2 separate regions of the Canis lupus genome follow, and region 2 is linked to region 1. Evidence: chromatin contacts called from public Hi-C data. All regions are on one chromosome and are shown on one strand. Each heading gives the region's core, a stretch centred on a gene start, on an enhancer-like site or on the middle of the called end of the contact. The rest is flanking DNA. Distances are from core to core; before and after follow the strand shown. Region 1 holds the start of ALS2 (alsin). Region 2 holds the start of FZD7 (frizzled-7).

Region 1 (5,895 bases), core at 2,096-4,595:
CTGTTTCCATTTTTTGCCTCTTTATAGCCCAGTCAGTCACCACAATATTGTTTTTTAGCTCTCACTCTTCCCACTTGTTTCAGGCATTGCTGCATAACCAATCACCCCAAAACTTAGTGGTTAAAAGCAACAATTTATTATTTGGGGGGAATTTGGGTCAGGAATTCAGACAGGGCTTGCCTAGGCTGTTTTCTGTTCCTCTTAGCACTGGCTGGTATCACTCAACTGCATTCAGCCAGTAACTGGATTGGCCTGGAAGGTCCCAGAAGGCTCTGCTTATGTTTTGGCACTTAATGCTCTTCCATGTGGCCTAACTCTTCATGTTGTCTTTTATCAACCTGTAGTATACTTGAAGCTTCTTTAGAGCATGGCAGCTGGCTTCTCAGAGGGGATGTGGAAATCTCCAGATCTTTCTAAGGCCTTGATTCAGCAGCCCCAGAACTTCATTTCTGCCACAATCTTTTAGTTAAAAAAAAAAAAAAATCACAAACCTAGCTCATACTCAGATGAAGAGGAAATAGACTCCATGTCTTGATGTCAAGAGTGGCATTTGTATACATGGAGGGAAGAATTGATGGCTGCCACCTCTGGAGACTATCTTCACACTACCAGAGTGCATGTTTCATTAGAGCAGAGACCCTTGTCTGTTTTGTTCATTATCATGTTTGTCTAGTGCCTAGAAAAGTGTTTGGCAAATAATAAGCATGCAATAAATACTTATTCAGTCCAAGAATTTAAGGGACAGGTTAAACAAAGAGTCTGAAAAGGCAAAGGAAAGGTCTGAAGGAATAGGGGGAAAACCCAGAAGGAGTGTGTCCCATAAGTCAAGGAGGAAACATGGGAAAGGAAGACTGAAAATAAGTTTTTTCACATTTAAAAGTTTTTTAAATAAGTAAAAAAGTATATTAAAACCAGATTTGTAAAGTTATGTTTATTTTTTTAAAGATTTTATTTATTTATTCATAAGAGATACACAGAGAGAGAAAGAGGCAGAGATACAGGCAGAGGGAGAAGCAGGCTCCATGCAGGGAGCCTGACATGGGACTCGATCCCGGGCCTGCAGGATCATGCCCTGGGCTGAAGGCAGGCGCTAAACCGCTGAGCCACCCGGGCTGCCCAAGTTATAAGTTTAAACAACGCAATATGCCATAGAGTGAAAAGTGAGTTTTCCTCCCACGGTTCCTAATTCTCTTCCCCAGGGTCAGTCACCTTTTAACATATCCTTTCAGAGCTCACATATGTAAACACAAAGACAAGGATATATATTTCTCTCTCTCAAACACACATTGTAACATACAATTGGTAGAATATAATAAACATGACTCAGCATTTACCTTTTTTTTTCTTTTAAGAACTAACTTCTAGAGCATTCCATATCAATACATTTATTCTTTCTTTCTAGTTGCACAGAATGGTTCATTCCATTCTCAGTCTATCTCACTAGGTTCCAAAATTAGGTGACTACTAGTTTCATTAGACCTGAAAAAGAGATTGCAGATTGAGATGAGAAAGATTGGGAGGTCAGAAAGTAGAGGGAGAGGGATGCCTGGGTGGCTCAGGGGTTGACCATCTGCCTTCAGCTCAGGTCATGACCCCGGAGTCCCAGGATCAAGTCCTATGCCGGGCTCCCTGCATGGAGCCTGTTTCTCCCTCTGCCTGTGTCTCTGCCTCTCTCTGTGTGTGTCTTTCATGAATAAATAAATAAAATCTTAAAAAATTAGGCTGCAAACTAAAAGAACAGAAGAAAAAGACATTAAAGAGGCAAAAGGCAGGAACAGGCTTATATCCCGAGGAGTAGGAGTAATAAAAGCAAAGATTGAAAATAAACAAAAGGGAAGGGATAAGTAATGGAGCAAATCCCCTAGGGGATTGGAAGGGATCCTGAATTCAGGTGGAGGGATAAATTTTGAGAGCGCAGAACAGCTCTTCTAAAGAGAAAGAGGGAGAAGGAAAGGAAGGCTAGGGCGGGTAGCTTTTGTAAGAGTGGCTGGTGGGAGTCAGGGAAATGTATCCCAAGTGGTAGCGCTTTTTCCCCAGAAAAGTAGGAGGCAGTTTTAAAATTTTTATTTTAAAAACTGTCTACTGGGCAGGCCGGGTGGCTCAGGGGTTCAGCGCCTGCCTTTGGCCCAGAGCGTGACCCTGGAGACTCGGGATCGGGTCCCACGTCGGGCTCTCGGGCTCCCTGCACGGAGCCTGCTTCTCCCTCTGCCTCTCTCTGTGTCTCTCACTAATAAATAAAATGTTTAAAAAAACAAACAAAAGCCTGTCTACCAAGGGAGGGTGGGGTGGGTAGGAAGAGTTCAGTTACCAATGTGTGTAGGTTGTGAATAACAGGCGATGGGAAAAGTAGGAATTCCCAGTAGTTGTGTATTAAAGGGCTGTTTGCAGGCTTAGCAAGATTGCCTGGCCGCCTGCAAGTCCTTTGCACCTGTGGTTTGCGTTGCTGCCAATTCTCGAGGTTCCGTCGTCCGAAGCACTGGTGCAAGAGTGGACAAAGTTGGCTGAATTGTTGCGGACCCAACGATTTTGCATTTGCAGGTGGGTGGAGAATCAAGGAAGCGATGGGGCTCAGGGTGAACGGGATACACCCATTTGTGCACAGGAACTTCACACCTTGCCTGCATCTCTGTCTCTCGTGGCCTGAATAGAGGCCCAGGGATGGCCCGGTTCCTACCAGCACGGAGCTCGCACCCACCCTGCGCCGAGGGTGGCGGCTCCGGAAAATCCTCCCGGGAGGACTCTCCGGCTGCGAGCCCGGTCGAGGAGGGGCTGTGGCTGCGCCCAGCAGACTGTCGCGAAACTGCGCGCCGAACACGTAAACTAGTTTTACGCAGATTGTACGCTGGGCAACCCTATGGGGAATCTCAAGAGGTACCGATGCATTTCCTCCAACCACATCCCACCTTTTGGGGTTGCAACCAAGTCAAAACAGTGGGGGCACTAGGACCCACGGGCGCCGCTCGGCGATGACGTCATTCGCGGGGGGCAGAAGCGACTACCGGTAGCGTAGACTCCACAGACGCAGTTTGCAGACCATTTAGCCTTTTCCCCGAATGGGTAGCGAACTTATCCTTCTGACTTCCGCAGTCTGGGGTGGCAGCAGAACGCCTGCAGCTCGCAATTACTTTCATCGCCACCCGTTACCATGGAAGCTCTCGGGTAGTTAGGCCCCGGCGACTCCGTGTTACGTCACCGCCCAAGCGCGTTTTAGGGCTGGTGGCTCCGCCCCGTCCTGAGGGAGGGGCAGCACCGCGGAGGACCGAGCCCGCAGCGCCGGAGGCCTCCCGGATAATTTTGATCGCTATCAGACGCCGTCGGCGTGTGGCCCCGCCTACTCGGGGTATCCCCGCCCGCCCTCACGCGAGCTCGCCGCCCCGCCGCCCGAGGCCCCGCCCCCCGTGAATCAGCTGATCTCGGGGACCCGCTGGGCTGAGGCGCTCGCGCCGGGTGCAGACCGCGGTGCTGCCGGTGGAGCGTCAGGTGAGCGCGGGCGCGTCTCTGGGCGGCCCTCGGCCTCGCAGGGCTGGCCCGCCCGGCTCTTCGGTGTGCGGGAGGCCGGGGGCGGAGGGAGGGGCGGAGGCGCGGGCCGAGGCCCGGGAGCGCGCCTGGGGACCCGCGGAGACGGCGCCCGCGTCTTCCAAAAAGCCTGCGTCCGACCGACAGATCGACGGACGGACGGACGGACGGACGGCGCCTGCCCGCCCACGGGCACCGACGCGGCCCCCTGTCCCGCGCCGGCTCTCCCCTCGGCTCCTCTGCTCCGGCCCCAGCCGGGGCGCTGCTGCACGGGCTCCGCGGCGGGAAATTGTTGGGCGCCCCCCCCGCCTCCCCCCTCGCTGCCTTTGCTCCCCGCGCTCCCGAGGAGGTATTGAGGGGCCCCCCCGGGGCGCCCCGCGCACGACCCGGAGCCCCTGGCCCTGAGCCTCGGTGAGTGCCCCAGCATGCGGACCGCGGGGGCGGGGGGGGCCTGGCCTGGGGGTTTCGGTGGCTTGAAAGGGCGGTCGCAGAAGGAGAAAAGGACCTCGATACCGAGAGTTCGTAGTTTAACCAAGTCCTCTGGCGTGCCAGGTGAGCCATTGGGAGGGGAGAAGTTCTTGATGAGGAGCGAAGGCGGGAGAGGAGCAGAGCTCGGTCATTAGGAAGTGGTCCTGCCCCCCGGGGTTGGCTGGTCCGTGGGGTAACTGGGGCCGCTCTGGGGACGAGCACCCACAGGTCGGCGCCAGCGCCGCGCACTCCTGCTCGGGGCTCGGGGCTCGGGGCTCGGGGCTCGGGCGGCGAGGGCACAGGAAAGCACCCGGCCGGAGCGGCGCATCCAGGACGGAGGAGGAAAGAACTGTTAAGCGCAGACACACAGCTTTTAGTCTCTTGCCTTTGGGCTTGTTGGTGGCTGCAGATGTTCTTTGAAAGGCTCTAAAGAGTAAGATTGTGGGACGTGTGTTCATTCCGGACAGGTATCAAGTCACCGAGGTTATGGGTCCAGCTTTTCTCCCTAGTTCATACATGACTATGAATGATTCGGAGTGACCACTGGACCTTTGAGTTCTTGAGCACCTAAAGAATTTAAAGCAGTGAAAAATTTGCTTTGGGGGCAGCCCGGGTGGCTCAGCGGTTGAGCGCGCCTTGGACCCGGGGCGTGACCCTGGAGACCCGGGATCGAGTCCCCCGTCGGGCTCCCTGCGTGGAGCCTGCTTCTCCCTCTGCCTGTGTCTCTGCCTCTCTCTCTCTCTCTCTGTCTCTGTTTCTCATGAATAAATAAAATCCTTAAAAAAATAAAAAAAAATAAAAATTTGCTTTTGTAGTATACTGCCGTATTTTAATTTTAAGAACATAAGCTTAGGCTTCGGATTTGGACAGACCTTACATCACATCTACTTATTCTTTGACTTGGAGAAAGTTGCTTAACTTCTCTAAATTATTTTCTGATTTCTAGACTCAAGATTGAAGTACTTTCCTGATAACAGCACCTTTACATTGAATGGTTCATCTATTTATTGCCGTGCCTGGCGGTGGTAGATATTCATTCAGTACATGTTACCTATTTTTATGATTATTTCTTCTTCTCCTGTCTCATGTCCCACACTGACTCCCTGTTTTCTAAATGGGAAAGAGAACTGAATATTTTTTAGAAAAGAACTATAATGCACTTTTTAAATTCAAGGGATAGTATCCAGATAGTTTTTTGATACATTGACTTAATACTTACGGAAAATAGTTTCTCGGTTGGTTCGTAGTAACTTTGGTATTCAATAAAGGGGTATTTTAATGTGGAAGAGATGCTTTTAGAATCTATACCGAGTTTAAATTTATTGCTTAGTTTATTAAGTATGGGTAGTATTGGCATATTTAGGGTTCATAGTTATAGCAAAAAGATTCAAAGCTGTTTCACAATATTATTATTTGAAAAGATAACGATCCAGAAAATAAAGTACCAAATGGGTCATTTTGGGGGCGGTTTGAGTTGCATCAGGTAAGCCTCTTATTTTTTTAAGTATAGTGAAGCAATGTGAACTGGAATAGCTCTTCTGTCCAGATTTCAGCCCTCAGAGTTTAGGTTGTCTTTTGAGACACTTAACTTTGGGCATTTTGACTGTTAAAGATACAGAGTGTGTTAAGAACTTCACTGAGAACGGATTTCAGTTTTGTGTGATTAGATGGAAAAAGGACTATTAATCTTCTACCTTTTTATGAAAAACATGGGTTTAATGCAGTACTGCTGGGTCCATTTTAAAGGTATTTCCAAAGAATATGATTGACTTGTAAAAAAAACTTTTCATGATTTTGTATTAATATGACACTAGGTAAGGTATGAGTTAAAAAACTACGAAGGAAGGTGAAGACTGGTGATTTTTGAGGTGGTGTAAAAGAAGGCCCGCTTTTATGTAGTATGAGATTGAG
Region 2 (5,496 bases), core at 2,137-4,636, 230 kb before region 1:
TACCTCCCATGATTCTCTGCTCAGCTTTAGAGCATTATGCAAAAGAATCAGTTCTATTATAGAAAAAAAAGTACATGATTTAAGATTAATAAATTTAAGTCATGCAGCACATTTCAAAGAACTCCAGAATTACTTTGAAGTTTACCTTCTTTTAATGACTTTCCTTAAAAATGGGACCCACGGTTTGAACTGTCCCCTTCATTCACTGCCATTTCTGCAGGTCACCTCCCCACCCAGCCACACAAAGACAGGGTCAGCATACACATGATGTTTTATAAACGGATTTATGGAACTAAGAAAACAGGACAAAATGGTTCTTTACTTTTTAAAAAAATTTAACTTCTTTATTATGGAGGCTGAGGGCATTATGCTTTTCCTTTTATCTTGAAGGATTCAAATCAGAAGAAAATAGAAAACCTAAAGGCAGGTTTATAGGAAGAAAAAAATAATAATAAAGGGAGAGATTTCCCTGAACATCTGAACAGAGCCTGTAGATAGGATTGTGTGTTCTGAGTTAAATTTATTTAAAACAAACACAACAAAACCCCCTGCATTTCCTTTAGCCAAGTCAGAACCTCTGACTGACTGGGGTATACGTGGGAAGCACGGTGCCGTTTACTTTTCCTTAAAAAGGAATGTTTATCTCAGCCAAATTAACATCCAAAGGAAAACCTCTGACTTGTGCTACTTTGCCTATAAAAGTTGCTGTCTTCACAGTTATGCCTTTCCACAGGGGAGACACTTTTGTTTCCTCTTTTGTCTCTTACAACAAAGACAAGGGGGAAAATGCACTCCTGTTTTGAAAAGCAACAAGTCATCACTTCTTTTCAGGGTATTAAACCAAATAAAATACCTTCTTCCTTCTGCCTTCCTCAGAAAATAAAAAAGCAGAAATACCTACTACTCATCTCCTTTGCCTCAACTCTAAATGTTTATCTTCATTTCTTTCGCATCCTCACATTAGGATTCTAGGAGGCGGGCCTCCCAAGACCTCCAAATGCTTATTTTACAAGACTTGAAAGGAGTAGGAGAGGAAAAACAGGCGGGAGGGGCCAGGGGAGGAGAGACTGTAATGTCTGACCCTGGAAATTAACCCATCTGGGCTCCAGTTTGGCCCCAGTGAAAAGAGATTATGGTTTGACCACCGCTTGACAAGGACACCGCAGGGAGTCCTCCCTTTTCCCAACAAAGCCGCCGCCGCAGACAGAGCTGTACCTTTCACCCGGGCCTCACGGGAGTGAGGACAGGCCACTTGTCTTGCAGCAGGGGAATCGCTCAGTCTCAGTTCAGCCCCGGGGCCAGGAAGAACTCAGAGCCATCTCTGCTGGGCTCAATCTCGACAGGCCCAGGTTGGCCCCGCACCGGGCGTGATTATTAACATCAGCCTTACCATCATCACCATCATCATCATCATCCTCTTTCTGCAAGTCTTTGCCATAAGTCTTTTCATCCAAACCGTCTTTCCACCCAGGCCTCCTTTTCCAAACCCACTCCTCGCCCCAAATCTACAACTATCATCTCTCTTCCAGGTCACTTCTCATTGGAAGGGGGCGGGGGGTGTGCAGGTTCCAGAACCCCACCCCCCTCAACAGTTCTCTCCTTCCCGCGTCTCTCCCCCTGCTTGGGGATGGGGGAAGGGAGGGTGGGGGAGGGGCCGGGGCTCATACCGCAGTCTCCCCCTTGCTGCTGTGGCTGAGTCTGTGGTAGAAGCGGCGCCAAGACTGCAGAGTCTTGCCGGACCAGATCCAGAAGCCGGTGGTGATGCCCACGATCATGGTCATCAGGTACTTGATCATGAAGACAGTGAAGTCGGGGCTCATGGGCGGGAAATGGCCAGGCGGGCAGGGCACCGCGTAGCTCTTGCACGTCTGCAGGAGCCAGGTGCGCTCCCAGTGTTCGCGGAAGGCCTGCTCGTAGAAGTAGCAGGCCAGGACGATGGTGGCTGGCACCGTGTAGAGCACGCTGAAGACGCCGATGCGCACCATGAGCTTCTCCAGCTTCTCGGTCTTGGTTCCGTCGTGCTTCATGATGGTGCGGATACGGAAGAGGGACACGAAGCCGGCCAGCAGGAAGGACGTGCCAATGAAGAGGTAGACGAACAGGGGCGCCAGCACGAAGCCCCGCAGCGCATCCACGCTGGACAGGCCCACGTAGCACACCCCGCTGAGCAAGTCCCCGTCCACCTGGCCCATGGCCAGGATGGTGATGGTCTTGACAGCGGGCACAGCCCACGCGGCCAGGTGGAAGTACTGCGAGTTGGCTTCGATGGCCTCATGGCCCCACTTCATGCCGGCTGCCAGGAACCAGGTGAGCGACAGGATGACCCACCAGATGGAGCTGGCCATGCCGAAGAAGTACAGCACCATGAAGAGGATAGTGCAGCCCTCCTTCTTGGTGCCCTGCGCCACCGTGCGGTAGCCGTCGTCTGAGAAGCGCTCCACGCACACGGCGCGGTCCTCCAGCAGGAAGCCGGCCACGTGCGCCACGGCCACCATGAAGTAGCAGCCCGACAGAAAGATGATGGGCCGCTCGGGGTAGCTGAAGCGCCGCATGTCCACCAAGTAGGTGAGCACCGTGAAGAGCGTCGAGGCGCAGCACAGCACCGACCACACGCCCACCCAGAGACGGGCAAAGCGCCTCTCCTCCTCCTTAAAGTACATCAGGCCGTTGGCTCGGCCCGGCTCGCACGGGGCGCCGCAGTCGCGCTCGCCCAGGAAGCGGTAGCCCAGGTAGGGGGGCACCTTGAGCTGGCGGGGGCACGAGAAAGGGAAGGCAGCGCGGCCCCTGCCGTCAGCTGCCCCCGGGGGCAGGGCGGTGAAGGGCAGGTCCGGCATGTAGGGCGCAGTGGGGTAGGCCGTGGGGCCGCCGCCCGCGCCCCCCGAGCCGTCGGACGTGTTCTGGCCCACGCAGATCTCGCCGGCGCCGTGCACGGGGAAGTTCTCACAGCGCAGCCGCTCGGGCCACTGAAAGCCGAACTTGTTCATGAGCGCCTCGCAGCCCTGGCGGGCACGCTCGCACAGGGAGCGGCACGGCGGGATGGCCTGGTCCAGCACGGTGCACACGGGCGCGTACATGGAGCACAGGAAGAAGCGCAGCTCGGGAGAACACTGCACCTTCACCAGCGGGTAGAACTGGTGCACCTCGAGGCCCGCGTCCTCCTGGTTCGTGTGGCCCAGCAGGTTGGGCAGGATGGTCTGGTTGTAGGCAATGTCCGTGCACAGCGGGATGGAGATGGGCTGGCAGAAGCCGTGGTCCGGCACCGAGATGCCCTTCTCGCCGTGGTACGGCTGCGCCCCGGCGCCGGCGGGCAGCGCGCCCAGCAGCGCAAGCGCCAGGGTGCACAGGCCCAGGGGCGAGCGCGCCGCGGCCGCGCCGGGGCCCCGCATCGCCGGCCACGGGTGCGGCGGCGCTCTCAGCCCGAGCAGCGCGACGACGCGGCCGCGAGAGGCTTGGATCCGGGGAGGCGCGGCCGCGCCCGGCGCATGAGAGTCCTCCCGGCGCCGCGGCCGGGGCGTGGGCGGCGCGGAGCTCAGGGCGCTGCAGCCCGGGTGCCCGCGCCGCGGGGGCGCCGCCGCCGTCTCCGCCCAGCAGCGGGGCGGCCGCCGGGAGCCCCGGACTCGTCGGCCCGGGCCGGGGGCGCGGACGGGGGCCGCCGCCTTCTCCCGCGGCGACGTAACGGTGCGGCGTTCTCCGCGGCGAGGAGCAACAAGCGTCTCGGGTTCCCCTTCAAAGTTTGCCCAAAGTCGGCCGGCCCACAGCGCACGGCTCCGCACGCGCCCCCCGCGCCGAGTCCGGCCCCCGGCGGGCGAGAGCCGGCGCCGCCGCCCGCGAGCCGAGGCCGCCGCCGAGGCGGTGCTGCTCCGCCTCCTCGCCTCGAGGCTCTGCTCGCCGCCGCCGCCGCCGCCGCCGCCGCCGCCGCCTTTCCGACTCCCCCGCTCCTTCTCCAGCCCCGAGAGCTCGGCCCCCAAGTTTCTGCCAAGCGGGCGATCCTCGCTCCGAGTCCGATCGGCGCTTTGCAGCCAAGAGCTCAGCGAGTTCGTTTTGGAAATCCAGTCGCACTGCGTCCGAAGCCGCGAGGGCCCGCTGCCCGCGGCCTGGGCCTGGCCTCTCCAGCCTCGCGAAGCCCCGGCCCGAGTGTCCCGGCGCCCGCCCGCCCGCCCGCCGCCGCCGCCGCCGCCGCCGCCCGCCGGGAGGGAGCGCAGAGTAACGCCTCGGAGTCGCGCAACTCGCCAGAAGAAGCGTCGGGCTCGCGGGGCTCCGGGCCGCCCCGCCCCCTCCCCTCCCCCCATTCACAAACCACGCCGGGGGCGGGCCCTCGGGCTCCAGGGCGGCCCAATGGCAGCCTTTGTTTTCCGTGTGGCGGCCTCCGGATTGGGTGGAAGTCTGGAGGGCGGGGCGAGGGAGGCCCGGGGGGCGGAGCCTGCAGCGCTCTGGGCGGATTCCTGAGGGGAGGGGCAGGGGGCCGGGACGGAAAAGTTCAGAAAAACTTTTACGGTGAATTCGCTCGAGGGGTGGGGGGTGGGGGGTAAAACGCACCAGAAAGGGAATTGGCTTATAAAGATGTGTTCCTCTTCCGGGTCCGCTGAAACGCTCGTCTCGAGCTGGAGGGCGCGGCGAGGGAGGCTTTCCTGGGAGCCGCTGGGAACCGCGCAGAGGGACGTGACCCGGGGTCACTCAGGGTGGCCCTGCCCGGGCCCGCAGCGCTGGGATTGGCAGGGCGCTTTGGGGGCAGCTGGACCCTAAGTGCGGGCTTCGGCACCGAGCGAGAAGGGTGCGCCTCCCAGGTCGCCCTTTTCTCCCCAGACCCAAACAGACCACGTGAGGCCACAGTCCCTCGCACCCCCCTCTCCCGGCAGCAGGAGGGAGGAGGGGCCCCGCGTCCCAGAGACGGGAGTCGGGAGGAGGGGGCCGACTTAAGGCGGGAGGAAGTGCAGACCCCTCCGAGGGGGCTCGGGGACCCCGGGGCCCCCCGGCCGCCCCGCCCGCGCGCGCGGCCGGGAGCCTAGCAGTCTGCTGTGGCTTTTGAGCCGTTCCAGGAAAACTAGGGGTTGGCGGGGGGACGCGGGGAGGGATGATTTTAAAGTACCTGAGACCGAACGCCCGGGCACACGGGACGGCTTGCAGCGCGCCTTGGACTGCGGAGCTTTCCCTGGATCTCGGGCGCGTGGCCACCCGGGGTCCCCTCTGCGCTGCAGCCGCAGCGACCTGATCCTGTAGTTGAGACGCGCGGAGAGGAGTTTAAATGCGTGTAAGAAACCAGGGCACTTGCTAATTAAGGAGTTTTCAGAACACAAAGAGAGGTTACCCGTGTGCTCCAGTGGCGTTTTCTGACGGGCTAGCGGTCTTTTGTTCCCGGTCAAATCTTCCGTCTTGCTCGCGGCACTGGGTGCTCCCGTGAGCTCCCCGGTTACTCCGGACGAGGTCAGAATTCACCGGGGGGGAGGGGGGGGCTCTCCCCTCTCTCCGGGAAGCAGGGAGTATCGCGAATTCCCATGC

Evidence for each region. A called contact is a pair of places that touch in the nucleus more often than the background predicts.
Region 2: a Hi-C map of blood shows a contact between it and region 1, with 3 times the contacts expected there. The contact joins the promoter of FZD7 here to the promoter of ALS2 in region 1. A contact is called at or near these places in 2 of 9 Hi-C or Micro-C datasets (amygdala and blood).

Annotation. Positions count from the first base shown.
Region 1 is chr37:10,680,924-10,686,818 of UU_Cfam_GSD_1.0, reverse strand. ALS2 (alsin) reads left to right here and starts at 3,345. Exons shown (of 34, transcript XM_038585377.1): 1 at 3,345-3,480.
Region 2 is chr37:10,911,878-10,917,373 of UU_Cfam_GSD_1.0, reverse strand. It overlaps FZD7 (frizzled-7), which reads right to left and starts at 3,386. Exons shown (of 1, transcript XM_038585390.1): 1 at 1-3,386. The coding sequence starts at 3,386. The coding sequence ends at 1,662.